Regions from separate parts of the Drosophila melanogaster genome. Here region 1 is linked to region 2. A link is a contact called in public Hi-C data. All regions are on one chromosome and are shown on one strand. The core of a region is the stretch at or near the end of the contact, and the rest is flanking DNA. Distances in the headings are between cores, read along the strand shown.

What was found. Hi-C and Micro-C count contacts between places; a contact is called where the count stands out from the background.
Region 1: a Hi-C map of the Kc167 cell line shows a contact between it and region 2, with 2.3 times the contacts expected there. The contact joins the promoter of Eip93F here to the promoter of CG43844 in region 2. A contact is called at or near these places in 42 of 107 Hi-C or Micro-C datasets (the Clone 8 cell line, the D17-c3 cell line, the Kc167 cell line and 19 more) and 1 of 6 datasets of contacts at active chromatin or transcription factors (the Kc167 cell line).

What each region holds. Positions count from the first base shown.
Region 1 is chr3R:21,946,330-21,952,905 of dm6, reverse strand. It overlaps Eip93F (Ecdysone-induced protein 93F), which reads right to left and starts at 3,792. Exons shown (of 7, transcript NM_001104395.2): 1 at 3,504-3,792; 2 at 3,034-3,266.
Region 2 is chr3R:21,884,159-21,890,940 of dm6, reverse strand. CG43844 reads right to left here and starts at 1,402. Exons shown (of 1, transcript NM_001316613.1): 1 at 770-1,402. The coding sequence starts at 1,323. The coding sequence ends at 1,027. It overlaps CG6678, which reads right to left and starts at 3,912. Exons shown (of 5, transcript NM_142739.3): 1 at 3,350-3,912; 2 at 2,387-2,906; 3 at 2,163-2,238; 4 at 1,674-2,102. The coding sequence starts at 3,434. It overlaps fit (female-specific independent of transformer), which reads left to right and starts at 6,487. Exons shown (of 1, transcript NM_142736.3): 1 at 6,487-6,782. The coding sequence starts at 6,510. CG17819 reads left to right here and starts at 5,391. Exons shown (of 4, transcript NM_142737.2): 1 at 5,391-5,546; 2 at 5,609-5,743; 3 at 5,802-6,038; 4 at 6,096-6,213. The coding sequence starts at 5,406. The coding sequence ends at 6,143. It also overlaps dnd.

The sequences.
Region 1 (6,576 bases), core at 2,543-5,042, 60 kb before region 2:
CGTCACACAATTGGCTCTATTAAGGTCGCCGCGCTGTTTAAACTTTACAGTCGCGGCTGCGGAATGAGGAAGCCATAATCATAATTGACCAACTCCCATTGTCTTCCCCACCTGTTGCCCAGTGTTTTTCAGCTTTTCTTTGCGTAGGGGATTTGACATGGCCAAAGTTAAATTAAAAACATTTCCTCCCCCTGCCCACTTGCCCCTCTGCACGTTGCTCCTTGCTCCTTTGCTCCTCTGTTCCTCATTCTTCCCAATCCGAATCCTCGTTTGGGACACGCCTTCTATGTGGAGCATAGCCCAATCTCCTCGGCCAGCTAGAAACAACAACTGCCTGTTGCACCAGCTATGTACTTCCAGTGCACTTCCAGTGGCCCCACCATCCAACCAAACTATATAAACTATATAGTGGCGTGGCATGAGGAAGATGCGAAAAAAAACTGCGAGAAAGAAGCGAAATACGAAAAATAAGCACAAAAAAATCCAAAGCCTCCCAATTGCAGGAGCCATACCCCATCCCCCCATCCACACACCCATCCTGCGTCCTTTCGAGCAGAGCAACAGTTTCTTTTTCACAACATTTTCCCAGCCACACGAGGATTGGGGTAATACTGAAATCACACTAAGCTCTGTCGGATTTCGTTGTTAGCAATTTGCGTACAATTTTAAGTTGATTTTAGAATTAAGCCAATTTTTAAGGCAAAATATAGCATTTTAAGTGTGTAGTTACTTAATTAATCAAAAGTATCAGGGTTATTTAAAGTACTGATGTAGTTGTACCTATTATTTCTCTACTAAATGAGGAGATATAATTATGCATATTACATTAGCACCACAACTAAGCTGAATATATAAGTAGTCTTTTTGAATTTATTCCTAATTATTTCAAAGTAAGCGTAGTTGCGGTAAATTCACTCAAAACGCATGCATAATTTCGATAAAAGTTGATATATATATATAATGGCAACTCACAGAAGTGCAGGCTTTTTAGTTTCCATAAAAGTGAATCACGCATTTCCCTGAGCGTAGATGTACATAGACCCACTAGACCCTTTTGGCTTTTGGAGTGTGAGTCACTCACTCAGTGAGCGATAAATGCATGGCGACTACTGCCCGACTTCCCGGAGTGGCAGCAACTTGTTGCTGTTGCTTTTGCTGCTGCTGTTGTTGTTGCAACATCTAATCCAATCCAAGGCGAACAATGGCGAATGCAAATGCAGATGCAACCACTTCCTTTTGTCTGCCGGAGGAGGCGAGATGAGGAGGCCGTGTTGCAATTGCCGTTGTGCCGCTGATGTTGCCCGTGTTGCTCGTGTTGTTGCTGCTGCCTTGTGTTGATGGTCAAGGTCATGAACCTGTTCCAATAACTCGTTTCTTACGTGCAGCACACACACATACACACACACCAAGAAAGGCAGACTGGTAGTCAGATGACTGTGTGTTGCATGTTGCCCGCCTGTTGCACTCCCGTCTAATGCTAATCCTGGCCAGAAGCCAGCGGCTAGAAGCCGGGATGACTAATGGATATCCGCACAAATCAATTTGAGAACATGAAATTAAATTTCAATCCATCTTGGCTTCTGTCGCCTCGGCGGCAATTTAAAGCTAAAAACTTGTCGCCGTCGTGAAATGCGGAAAAGCCTCAAGGACAACGGCGAGTGAAAAGAAAATTGCGACGCGTGGGCGACACATCAGTCTGCCCCCACTTTTATATCCCCCTTATACCATCGACTGATTCATTGTCTTATTTTTTTCCGTCTATGTGGCAGTCAGACTGTGTCATAAATCGCCGCAAATGAATTATTCGAAATCAAATGCAATTGTGCACAAAGCGAATCACTTGGCGAAATATCTACATATATAAAAACAATAATAATAAAAACATCAAGCGCAGTGCTTTCCGTCTGTCAACTTGAAATTAGAAGCGCATTAATTAGAAATTTTTATTATTCGCTCGCACTTAATTCGCATCCACTTCATTTGTCTTTCTCTATTTTATTTTTTAATTGTTATATATACATATTATTTTTCATTCAAATTCAATAAATTTCAAGTTGACATTTATATTTGCGCATTAATTGGTCGTTAAGATTTCCGCGTATTTTTTTTTGTGCCTCATAAAGGAAAACCCATTCAAGTCCATTGTAGGTGACAGATTGTTTGGAAAAGCAAATATAACGATGGTGCTGGAAGGGGGCAGTGGTATCTATACACCCATTAGAGGCACTTGTTGGGCTTCCGAATGCAATTGTGTTGATTTCTTGAGACGATGGAAAGTTTTTCAGCTTTTCATAAACACTCGATTGATTTTCGCGAATTGCTATACATTTGAGTAACAAGACTTTAATTACCTCTTTCAATATTACTTAGCGAAGGCGCATATAAGTTCTTATCAAATTATTCCCTATTCTAGAATGATCTATTATTATTTCTTATGAGCAACGAACATCTTGAAAGTGAGCAAATCAGTGCAATCATTTAAGATGAATCACAGGCATTTAGAGTCATCCGATTTAGTCAACGGAACCGATCCCAAAACAATTGGAAAATGCATGATACGGCATAGGTATAATAATAACTATACAGCTCAAAAACTTGTTGCAGTTGGGGAAAATCCGGAAAGGTTCTTTGTAAACTAATGCAGGGTAATTTAAATTATACACTTAGCACTCAAGTATTTTGTTATTTGATTTTTTGCATAAATCACCCATTAGTTAGTTCTAGTAAACTTAGTTATTTAATTATAATGCAAATGGAGCTACATAATTCAGGGAAATCCCAGAAAATACGCTACCCGAATTGATAAGAAAATATCTACACTGAGGATAATTAGTAAGCCGTTAAGAGAGAGAGAGAGAGAGTGAGGACAAAATGCAATTTTTATAATACAAAAAATACATTTAATTGAAACATACATGATTTAATTAATTTTTGTAATGTTTACAAAGAACCCAAAAGTGCTGGCTCATGAATTTTTTCCCCATTCTGATGTATGTACATAAATGGAATGATTAAAAAAGAATTCTTACTCACTTTTCGTGGCAATGCGTCCCAATATTTACAAGCTCATTAATGTAAATATGTAAAAAATTTGTGGTTTTTTTGCAGTACGATGAAAACGTTGACTTTGTTTGTGGTATTTGTTTTTAATGTATTAAACTTTTTTCCTTCTATCATTTATTTGTGGTTGTCACAGCACTTTTGCATTTTCAGCTCTTTTTACTTTTTTATTTTTTTTTTTCGTTTTTAGTGGCCTGGCATGTCAACTAAAAAATTTTTGTCATAAGAAAAACGCACGTTAAAGGTTTTTCTCTCAGTTGCTGTTGTTGTTGTTTTCGCTCGGGAAGAGGAAGCATGTTAAAGGTAGTGTGCATGTGCGTGTGCGTGTGTGTGTGTGTCTGTCTGTGTATGTGTGTGTGAGTAGAAAATAAATAAAAATTCGCACACCGCGACCAGCGTCAACAACAAACAAGCAACAACAACAACAACTGACACTGACAGACCGACGTTACTAATACGCAAGAGCGCAGGCAGCGACGCCGGCAAACGCTGCAGCAGCGAACGCCGCCTTCGATCCGAACCCAAATCGGTCGGGCACAAGAATCGCCCGTCTGGGCAGTGAGGAGAATGGAGAATCTCGCAGAGAAGCCGAGTCTGGCGAGAATATCCCACTATCGGAGTAGCCAAGTATCCGAGAAACCGAGAATCCGAGGAAGCGTGAAGCCGAGAAACCGAGAAACCGAGAATCCGAATCCAAATCCAAATCAGCGGGGCCGGGACCGAAGCGAACCGCTCGAGCCGACGGACAATAAAGCTAAAGCCAGCCTGCTGCCACAGCTGAGCAGACCGCTGCAGTCGCGTTCGACGAGCGGATGCACTCACGCACACAAGCAAGCCAGCATTTCCACTCGGCCAAAAAGTGCATTCGCAGAACTCACTCAATGAGAGCGAGAGGGAGCGGAAGGGAGAGAGAACGAGAGGTTGGGAGAGCGAGTTAGCCGGCTTGCGTGCAACTGTATGGGTGCCTTCATTCATGGCAGCCGGTAAAAAAAGGCTAAAAGCGAAATTGGTTAACAGAGAGCCACAGCAGCAAGAGGCTAGAAGTAGACGTTGGAAAAAAAGCGAAGAAAAAGAAAATGGTGGCCCAGAGAGCGCTGGATTTTCCGCTCAAGTCGCGGGAAAGGCCAAGAGCAAGTACAGTGCAATTTTTAATTGCACACACACACACACACACACACAGAGACTCGCACTCACACACACACATATGCATAATGCACGCTCTCTGAGAATTTCACACATATTTTTTTATTCAAGCAGCATTTTGTTCTCGAGTTTGTAAAAATTTGCAACGATTCGCTGCCAGTAGTGGTGCTTGCATTTCATTTTTTTTTTCTTTCTGCTCAGCCTCAGTTTTGGTGGGTTTTCGATTTTAGGTCCGCGTCCGAATCGCCAGCGTTCGGCACTGGAGGCGCTCACTCACCGCTCGAAATGCAACTGGCGGCCAGCGACGAAGCAAACCGATCCGAGCCGGCTATACGTCTATATATTCCACATCCACTTCCCACAACGGAGGCTCTTCTCGGCCGGGGGAGCGGCGGGGCACGCGGAAATCGGCGGGAGGAATACGTAGGCTACCGTTGCACATGCACTTTTTTAGTTTTTATTTTGGTTTTGAGCTTTTTTGTTTTCGTATTGTTTTCGTTTTTTCACTTTTTTCGGTGCGAATGTCGAGTGCCAGAGCGTACTGAAAACTAAAATAATTCATTTGGGCTGCCACTTTGAAGAATTGCGATTTTTGTGAGAGAGTCGGGAAAGGATCTATGGATGGTGACCCCCAAGGATTGAGCGATCGATAATTGGGTTGGAGCCCAGATAAGCGTTGCATTTTTCCGGGAATCGTTATAGTGCACTACTCGAGGGTCGTAAAAGTAGACAGCTTATTTTTAGTAAACAATCGTATCAGTTCTATAACCCAAATACCTTTGTTAAGCCTTATAAATTATACCAACCCACAGACTTCTCTTATAGTTATTTTTATTTGAGTTATCAAAAATCGTCAAATTTTTGACATTTTTCATAAGGCCATTTCCAGCTAATTATGTTTGCTAAGAACTTCAAGACTTTATATTAAAGTCATTTTGTCAAGACATAAGATAATCGCCTTTAATATAGCCTGACTAACCCCAAAATTACCCATTGACTGACTGAGAAACTGAGTGAGTACCTATTATTAACCAAAAGCCCCAACGAGGAACTGATTGCGCACCTTAGCGACTGAACAACTGGGAAACTGACGACCGGACTGACTGACCAACTGAGGAAATGACCGACTGAGAACAGACTGCAATTCGAGTCGACTTGCAGCGACTCAATTGCATGTCATTGTAGACGAAAATATTTTTAGTTTTATTGTTATTATTTTCCTTATTTTTTGTGCAGTTTTTTCGGCGTTGACTTGGCGTTGGCGTTGACTGGAACAACTTATGGACCGGACCGATGGAGAATGAGATGTGGGCGGTGAAGGGGCAACTAGAAGAGGGGCAACTGAGGGGCTGTTGGGGGGATATACTCTGGGCCTGGCCCCTGGTCTCTGCCAGAATTTTGAGTCGTGACTGGTTTCAAGGTCCCTCAATTAATGCGAAAATTTCGTTGTAATTTTTGTGCCGCTTTTTTTTTTTTGCTGTTTGTGTTTGCATGATTGTAAATGAAAGAAACAAAATTCGTGTATAATAAAAATAGTAATTGTTTAGTTGGTTTCGCTTTTTTTTCTGCTGTTTTGTAATTTGTTTTGGTTTTTATTTGCTGTGGCACAATTGCTTTTTTCGAATGCTATTCTAATAAGCGAAATATTTGTGCATTTAATTGCGCTCACAAATGACCTTGAAGCTGGTTTGCACAGCTCTGACATTTGTGTGGTTGGGGAGGAGTGACAAAATTGGGGTGGGAAAATTGATACCTAAGCTTATTTAACATTTGCAAATCAATTAAAAAGTGTTATTGAGACCATATGAATAAAATATTATTTCATGACAAAATACGACGATAATCACTTGATCGAAAAAAGGAACTCTCAAGGACTTACCGTCCGCTTTAAATTGCATCTTCCGGTGAATCAGAAAAGCTACCAAAATACGCTCTTGCATAATTATCCTTTGAGCTTGAAGTCCTGCCCACCCCTGGCCCAGATTGATGCCCACATCCGCTATGAAACTCCAGTCGTCGTCATCCTCTCAAGCACTTAAGCACTCGGCACAAGTATGCCCGAAAAAGGAAAAGAAAAAAACCAATACGAAAACAAGGAGCAGCCGAAAAAAGCAGAACTTCAAAACATAATGTCGCCATCAAGGAACACATATAATTGCTGTATTTACAAAAGATAAAATCGGCGACAACATGCACACGACCCGAACTTGTCGAAAGGAAAAAGTGCAGCGGAGGCGCAGCGAAATATGGAAAAAAAATGAATGAATGACGGACCAAGCAATTAAAATTAAAACCACGTAAGCAAATGCGACAAAAACCCCCGAAAATGTCGTTGAAATGATGGGCAAAGGGGGGAGAGATACTGCACAACTG
Region 2 (6,782 bases), core at 153-2,652:
ATTTCTAGCAGCAAATAGTTTTGCGACCTAAAAGTGACAAGCCTCCCCACTTTATTGCTTATTTTGTACCGGGTGTTTTCTTTTTTCGATGATAACAATATTTGCCAAGTTAAAAACGGAAAAATAAGAAATGAAGTGTAAGACCCAAAAGCAAAGCCTGTTTACGCACCACATGTGTGCGTGTCGCCAGAACTGCACTGAACTGCCTGCCACCCAGTGCATTATAAGATAAACATTTGTTTTTACTTTTTCATTTGGCAAATAACATAAAAGCGTTGAACTCGATCGCGGACCATAAAGCGGAAAATTCGCCTATAGGATCGGCAACGGTAGATGTTGACTATAATAAATGCAAATTTCGAAAAAAAATCTATTAGAAACTGTATAAAATTCTCTTCGAAAAATTGGAAAAAACATACTTCAATTTTAGTATAAATATATCTACATATATGGCTTTATAATCAGCTAAAAATCCAATCTCAGAAGCGTACAGTTTTCATAAAAATTCCTCTTTAAGAAGTTATAAGCAATCGAAATGAGCATTTCCCAGTCGAATCAATTGAACTGTTATCGTATCGAATATATCCCGTATATGACGCATAAAATTCCTATCAAAACCTTTGCAAGTAACGCACTTCCACGAAATCGAAATAATCGCGCCGAGTTAAAGTTAAAACAAAGAAAAGAAATTCCAACCAATCAGTCGGTCAGTCAGTCAGTCAGTCAATCAGTCGGTCAGTCAATCAGTCATTTAGTCAGGCGAACGGCTCAAGTGCTGAAAAGTTTATTGCACTGCGAGCGTCGGACTTTTGCTATGGCAAATATTGTTTAATACCATTTTTAAAAATAAAATTTACTGATTAAATGTGCAGCGACGACAACGACAAAGTCGACGAACGTTGACACAATGGCGGTCCTACCCCAAGACGAAATTATTTGAGCACTCTTGTTTTAATGGGACAATAAACGGACTGTAGCTATAGAGCTTCTATAGCAATAAGGCGGGAACAGAGTTCAGAGCCGAGACTATATTCCGGCGCCTATGACCATCGGAATCGGAATATTGAACGTCAGCATCACCTCTATCATTAGCACGAGCAGGAGTGTGGTTTGAACGGTTTCCCTTATCAGCATCATTTGATTTTCCCGGTGATCGCCCTTGTTCCATACCAGATACTCATTATCCAACGCGTCCTGCAGCGAACAGTCCATGTATCCGTATGGATACATCATTTGCACGGTGATACGCCATATTAGAATAAAGAATATACTGGGACTGGGAATGAGGAAGTTTCTTACAGGCCAACGACTCTGATCCTGCATACTTCTTAACTTACGCCATGCTCAAGGGCAATCCGCTCATCCAGCCTGTCTTTGGTAATTTAAAAGTACTAAAATAGTGGGGAAACACTTATTCCAATGCCTACTTATCTACATAAGTTGGTAATATATGCAATATAATACAAATGTTAAATTACTCATCATACAACGTATTTTGTACATATATACAAAGTAGATAAAAGTCAAGTAAAATGTGTGGCAATACATTTTACATGAAGGCAACCAAGTTGACATGTAAATTGGTTTGTGTCCAAGCTGTGTTCAATTCAGTAGATTTAATAGTGAAGCCATTTTAAAAGGTACATATGTATGTGTCTTCAATCCAACGTTACCTTCAAATGGAGCAGCGTTGACCATGGCCCACAGAGAACATCATCCACAGTAGGGTTCATCGTGATACCTTCCAGGGCCTGAAAAGCATCCACATAGGACAGGTCTTGGAGCTGCCTGCCAAGTTGACCGTGCTTGCACCAACCACTGACCCATAGCCGCCCGCATCGGCGGATCAGCAGAGTGTGACGAGATCCAGCAAACACCCTCAGCGGTGCGCAATCATCGTTGCTCTCCCCGCTTTGGGAGCAGGCACATTCGGGCAGATCTTGCAACTGGGGCAGCGGAAATACAGTGGGCTCTTTGAGGACGCCACCGGGTTTCATCACACGCAATCCCAGCTGACCGCTGCAGTTGAGGCCCCAGGTGTAGAGGTCTCCAAAGGCGGATATGGCCGCACTGTGCCAACCACCGGCAGCAATTTGAGTTATCTGCAAGGCACTTGAATGTGTGACAGACAAGATAAGTGGACAAGTCAAATATATATATACCTTGATCCCCGCCAGCGCCTCCAGCAATTGAGGCGTCTCCTCCACTCTCAGTTCCGCCAGACCCAACTGTCCGCGTCTGTTAATTATGACATAGAAGTGAAAAAAATTGTTAGGAATTAGAATAAGAAACTCGCTAATATCTAAATATCTTAAAACCAGAATATGTAAATATTTATAGGCTGCATTTCTGCACAGCCAACGCATTCATTATGACCTTTACTTACAGTCCATTTCCCCAGGTGAACACGTCGCCATTGGCATTGAGGAGCACGGCATGTTCATGGCCGCATTGGAGCTGCTTCACCCGAAATTGGCGCTCGGAAAACTGATGCAGGCAGCTGGGAATGCTGTAGACACAGTTTTCCGAACTTATCGCTACGTTTATGTGCGATCCACATGCAATATGCTCTATGATCGGCGACGAAGGCGCCTTGGCAGCCCCAAAGATAGAGCGCTTTGTACCCGAATTGGATCTGGGAGCAGCTTCTAGTCTAACAGCCACCAGTTCCGCTTGCAGTTTTGGTTGCACCCTGTAAAGCTGACCGCTTTGGAGTAGCACCAGGCAGTGGGAATCGGCAGCGGCAAGGGCCCTTATGTTCCCCGTTGCTTCCAGGGTCACGCACTCATTTGGGCCATCATCCAAGAGCCCACGCAGGCACAACTTCCGGCCAAAAGCGAGGGCCGCATACCGCCAGCCGATCGAAATCGTGCACTGGTTCTGAGTCGAGACTGGCGCATTTAATTCTGTAATAAAGGCAGAACTGAATTAGTACACATACATACATACGGTGGAAGCCCCCTAAAAAGATTTTGTCTAAGTTATTAGTTTATCAATTTCATTGCTATGTATGTATTTGGCCAATCAAAAAATGCAGTTGGCACCAAGTACCGATGTGTAATTTACCCTATAACTGTCAATTAAAATGCAGTCTATATCCAATGCATGAATATGAATATGCAAAGAATTTTATGGATTAATGTCCTACGTATATATTCACCTGAAAATCACTATACTCTATTTTAAACATGAAATCTTAAAAATTCATCTGGCTTAAATCGGATTCAGTTTTATAAGATAGAATTAGAATTGTAAAAATGGTATAAGCTGCATGCATCCCAGCGAGTTCTATAGCGAGTGCCTACTGTAGCAACTAAGTGATCGGCGGCTTTTGTTGCCGGTTACAAACCGCTGAAGCCGGCTGCGCAGTCGACGTCGCCGCTTACACATTCATGCTGGCCAAATGCGTTGAAGCCCGTAAATAGCAGCGGCATCTTCTTCCCGTTCCCGTTCCAATTCGAATACCGCTCGACCCGCACCCCCACCACGTCCCCCGTCTAACAATCCTTTGCAGCGGTTGCTCGGCGACCGTTGGCGCTGTTGTTGTTGCTGTCGGAATTTGTTAGAGCGTTGAGCGAATTTTGTTTTCAGTAGTTGTGCAGCGACGAGCCAGTGATGTTGTGTTTGGTGGTTGAAGTTGATCCAATTCTCAAGTTATCCGACTTTTCCTGAGTTGACCACCAGAAGACACCGTCTTGGGCGGCCAGAGCAGATTGCCGAATCGGGGGGATACAGATACGGATATAGTGGTCGGAGATCGCACCGCCTCCTGGCTGTTATTCTCGCGTTAATTATACGATGGTAGGTTGTCTCCCGGTTCCGTAACAGCTAATTAAGTGCCTTGTTGTTCCGTAATTGCACGATTTGTTTTCATTTTGCGATCGTCGCCATGGAAACCCGCCTCAAAAACTATACAACACTTTTTTGTTAGAGCAGAACTTTTTTCAGCACTACTTCGAAAGTTTTAGGCGCGTAATTATCGGTATTCGAAAAAAAAAACCAAATTGGTGGTTCGGAAAACAAAGAAACATAATAAGCTTTTTGTAGCACACAATGGAAAAAAGAGTTCTTAATTTTTAAGTGAACATGGCAAATTTTTTTACCAATAAACATTTTTATTTCATTCAACCTTGTTGTCGTTTCTTTTGGCGAGCCCTTATCTCAATTCCAACAATATGTTTGTAAAGTTCACCTGTTGATAAGCTTTTTGCATTCTATCACTAAGAGAACGTTTTAATTGCAAGTTTTTTTTTTACAACTTTACATCGTCTTTATTGATAACAACATTGATAATAACAAAACATGTGTGTTTACAAGCATATGTTGCATTTATAAAAACACATATATTTATTAACAATTTTACAAGTTTATAAACTACCAAATGTAGATTGTTATTCAAAATTTCAAAGATAGACCAGAGGATACTACCGAGTCTAGACTAATACTGGTAATCAGGTGCTAGAATAACACACCTTCAAAAAACTAAGTAGAAAAAACAACAACTTAATAGCTTACAAATTTTAGGGTCTGCTATCGCTGTTGCGTAAACTGAGACCCAATCCGGAAAAGGAGGCTCGCATCCTGCTCCTAGGATTGGATAATGCTGGCAAGACCACGATACTGAAGCAGCTGGCATCGGAGGACATAACCACGGTGCGTATAAAGGCGGCGAACTTCTTCCGTTTTCCCCATAAAATACGGAGTGAAATCCCGCAGGTAACGCCCACGGCAGGATTTAACATCAAGTCCGTGGCAGCCGATGGTTTCAAACTGAATGTATGGGATATTGGTGGTCAATGGAAGATACGTCCATATTGGAAGAACTATTTTGCGAATACTGATGTGCTGGTAGGATTGTTATAGATCTAAACTCAATTCTGTTAGCTAATAGTTTCGATTATTTCAGATCTATGTAATTGACTGTACAGATCGGACTCGCCTGCCCGAGGCGGGTAGTGAACTATTCGAAATGCTCATGGACAATCGGTTGAAGCAAGTTCCCGTGCTGATTTTCGCTAACAAACAGGATATGCCGGATGCCATGAGTGCCGCCGAGGTGGCCGAGAAGATGAGCTTGGTGCAACTGCAGGGACGAACCTGGGAGATCAAGGCCTGTACCGCTGTGGATGGCACTGGACTAAAGGAGGGAATGGACTGGGTCTGCAAGAATATGAAGAAGTAATCTAAATTATAGTAATCGTCGCCTGTTAAGTTGTCCCTAAGAACTAAATATACGTACCTACATTTCAACTCACCAAAAGTATCACAATCTCTAATTGTTGGATGAATCTTCCTTTTTTCACGTGTATCTTTAAGTATAAACTGAATATATAGTTGAGAAGGCTATGCTAGTTAAATCATTCATTTTTACCTGACATCTAAACTGAAATCAAATTTCGATCCCCATGTGTTTTTACGGACCTGTTTCGTTCATAAAAAAGATCCTGCCCGCAGGCTCTCAGAAATCATGTCTGCTCATTTTAGGATTAGACAATGCGGGAAAATCCACGTTGACAGACCGCCTGGCGGAAATTTTCAATGGAGAAGTAAGGCCATATATGTGATGGTCCTATCTCCATTTGATAATGTTAGCATAAACTATTTGCAGTCCAAGGAATCTAACAATCAAGTTAGTGAATGGAGCTTCACCATAAATAATTTCAGAGTCCAGTTGTGGGATATTAACGGAGAACTGAAGAATCGCCAGATCTGGCCAAAGTATTATAAGAAAGTGAATGTTTTGGTGAGAGGAGAACTTATATAGAACTTATATAGACTCGACTACAATCCCTGAACCGTAGATTTTTGTACTGGATAGCACGGATGCACTGCGGCTAAGCGAGGCGCGATGTGTTTTATGCGATGTTTTGATGCACCAGGAACTGGATAATGCTCCGCTGCTGATCGTGTCCAACAAGAAGGACGCCTCGGGATCCCTGTCCATGTCCACGGTTATCGATTTGATGGGCCTATATCGCCTAACTGGTCGAGATTGGACTTTTGAGGAATGTTCCATGCGGACAGGGTCTGGTGTTCAGGTATATGTTGTGTTCTATATTCGAAATCTGATAATTTAACTTATACTATCTGGGTAGGAGATCGTAAATTGGATTAACGAAAAGATCAACAATAACAGGAAGTGATTTATCACATTTTTATATTTTCAAAAATTTGGCAACCTATTAACTAATATATTAAATATATATTTAATGTAATTTAGCAACAATAGTTTGTTACACTTGTATTATAGAAATTATTTGCCTCAAATAATGATTCATTTAGTTTGCTGATCGGCAAACACTCTTTTAATTAATACATTAATACAGCCATTTGCTAATCAATGATTTTTGACATTGACCTCTGTCAATAATTGAAAAACTCGTGGCTGAGTAGCAACATTGTGAGGACAAAGCCCTTTTGCATTATCAGTTATTAGTTGTTGTTGCTTTTGGGGCTATAAAAGGGTTAGTTATAGAATTGACTGGCACAGTTTAACAGCGATCGTTGAAATGAACTCAACTCTGGTGATTCTACTTCTTTCGGCTCTGGCTTTGGTGCAGGCCAGGAATATTCGTTGGTCTGAGGAGGACAACTCGTCCCAAGGTCCAAGTCTAAGCCACCCGCATCCGCACTCTGTCAACTGGCCCTGTGATGTGGGTCACTTCCCAGAGGCATTCATTCTAATGCACAAGGTGGATAAGCGACTGGAACGAATTGACAACGAGAGTACCAAGAAACGGATCGAGAACTACGCCGTCAATCAGTTGAGGCAGTGCATCTTG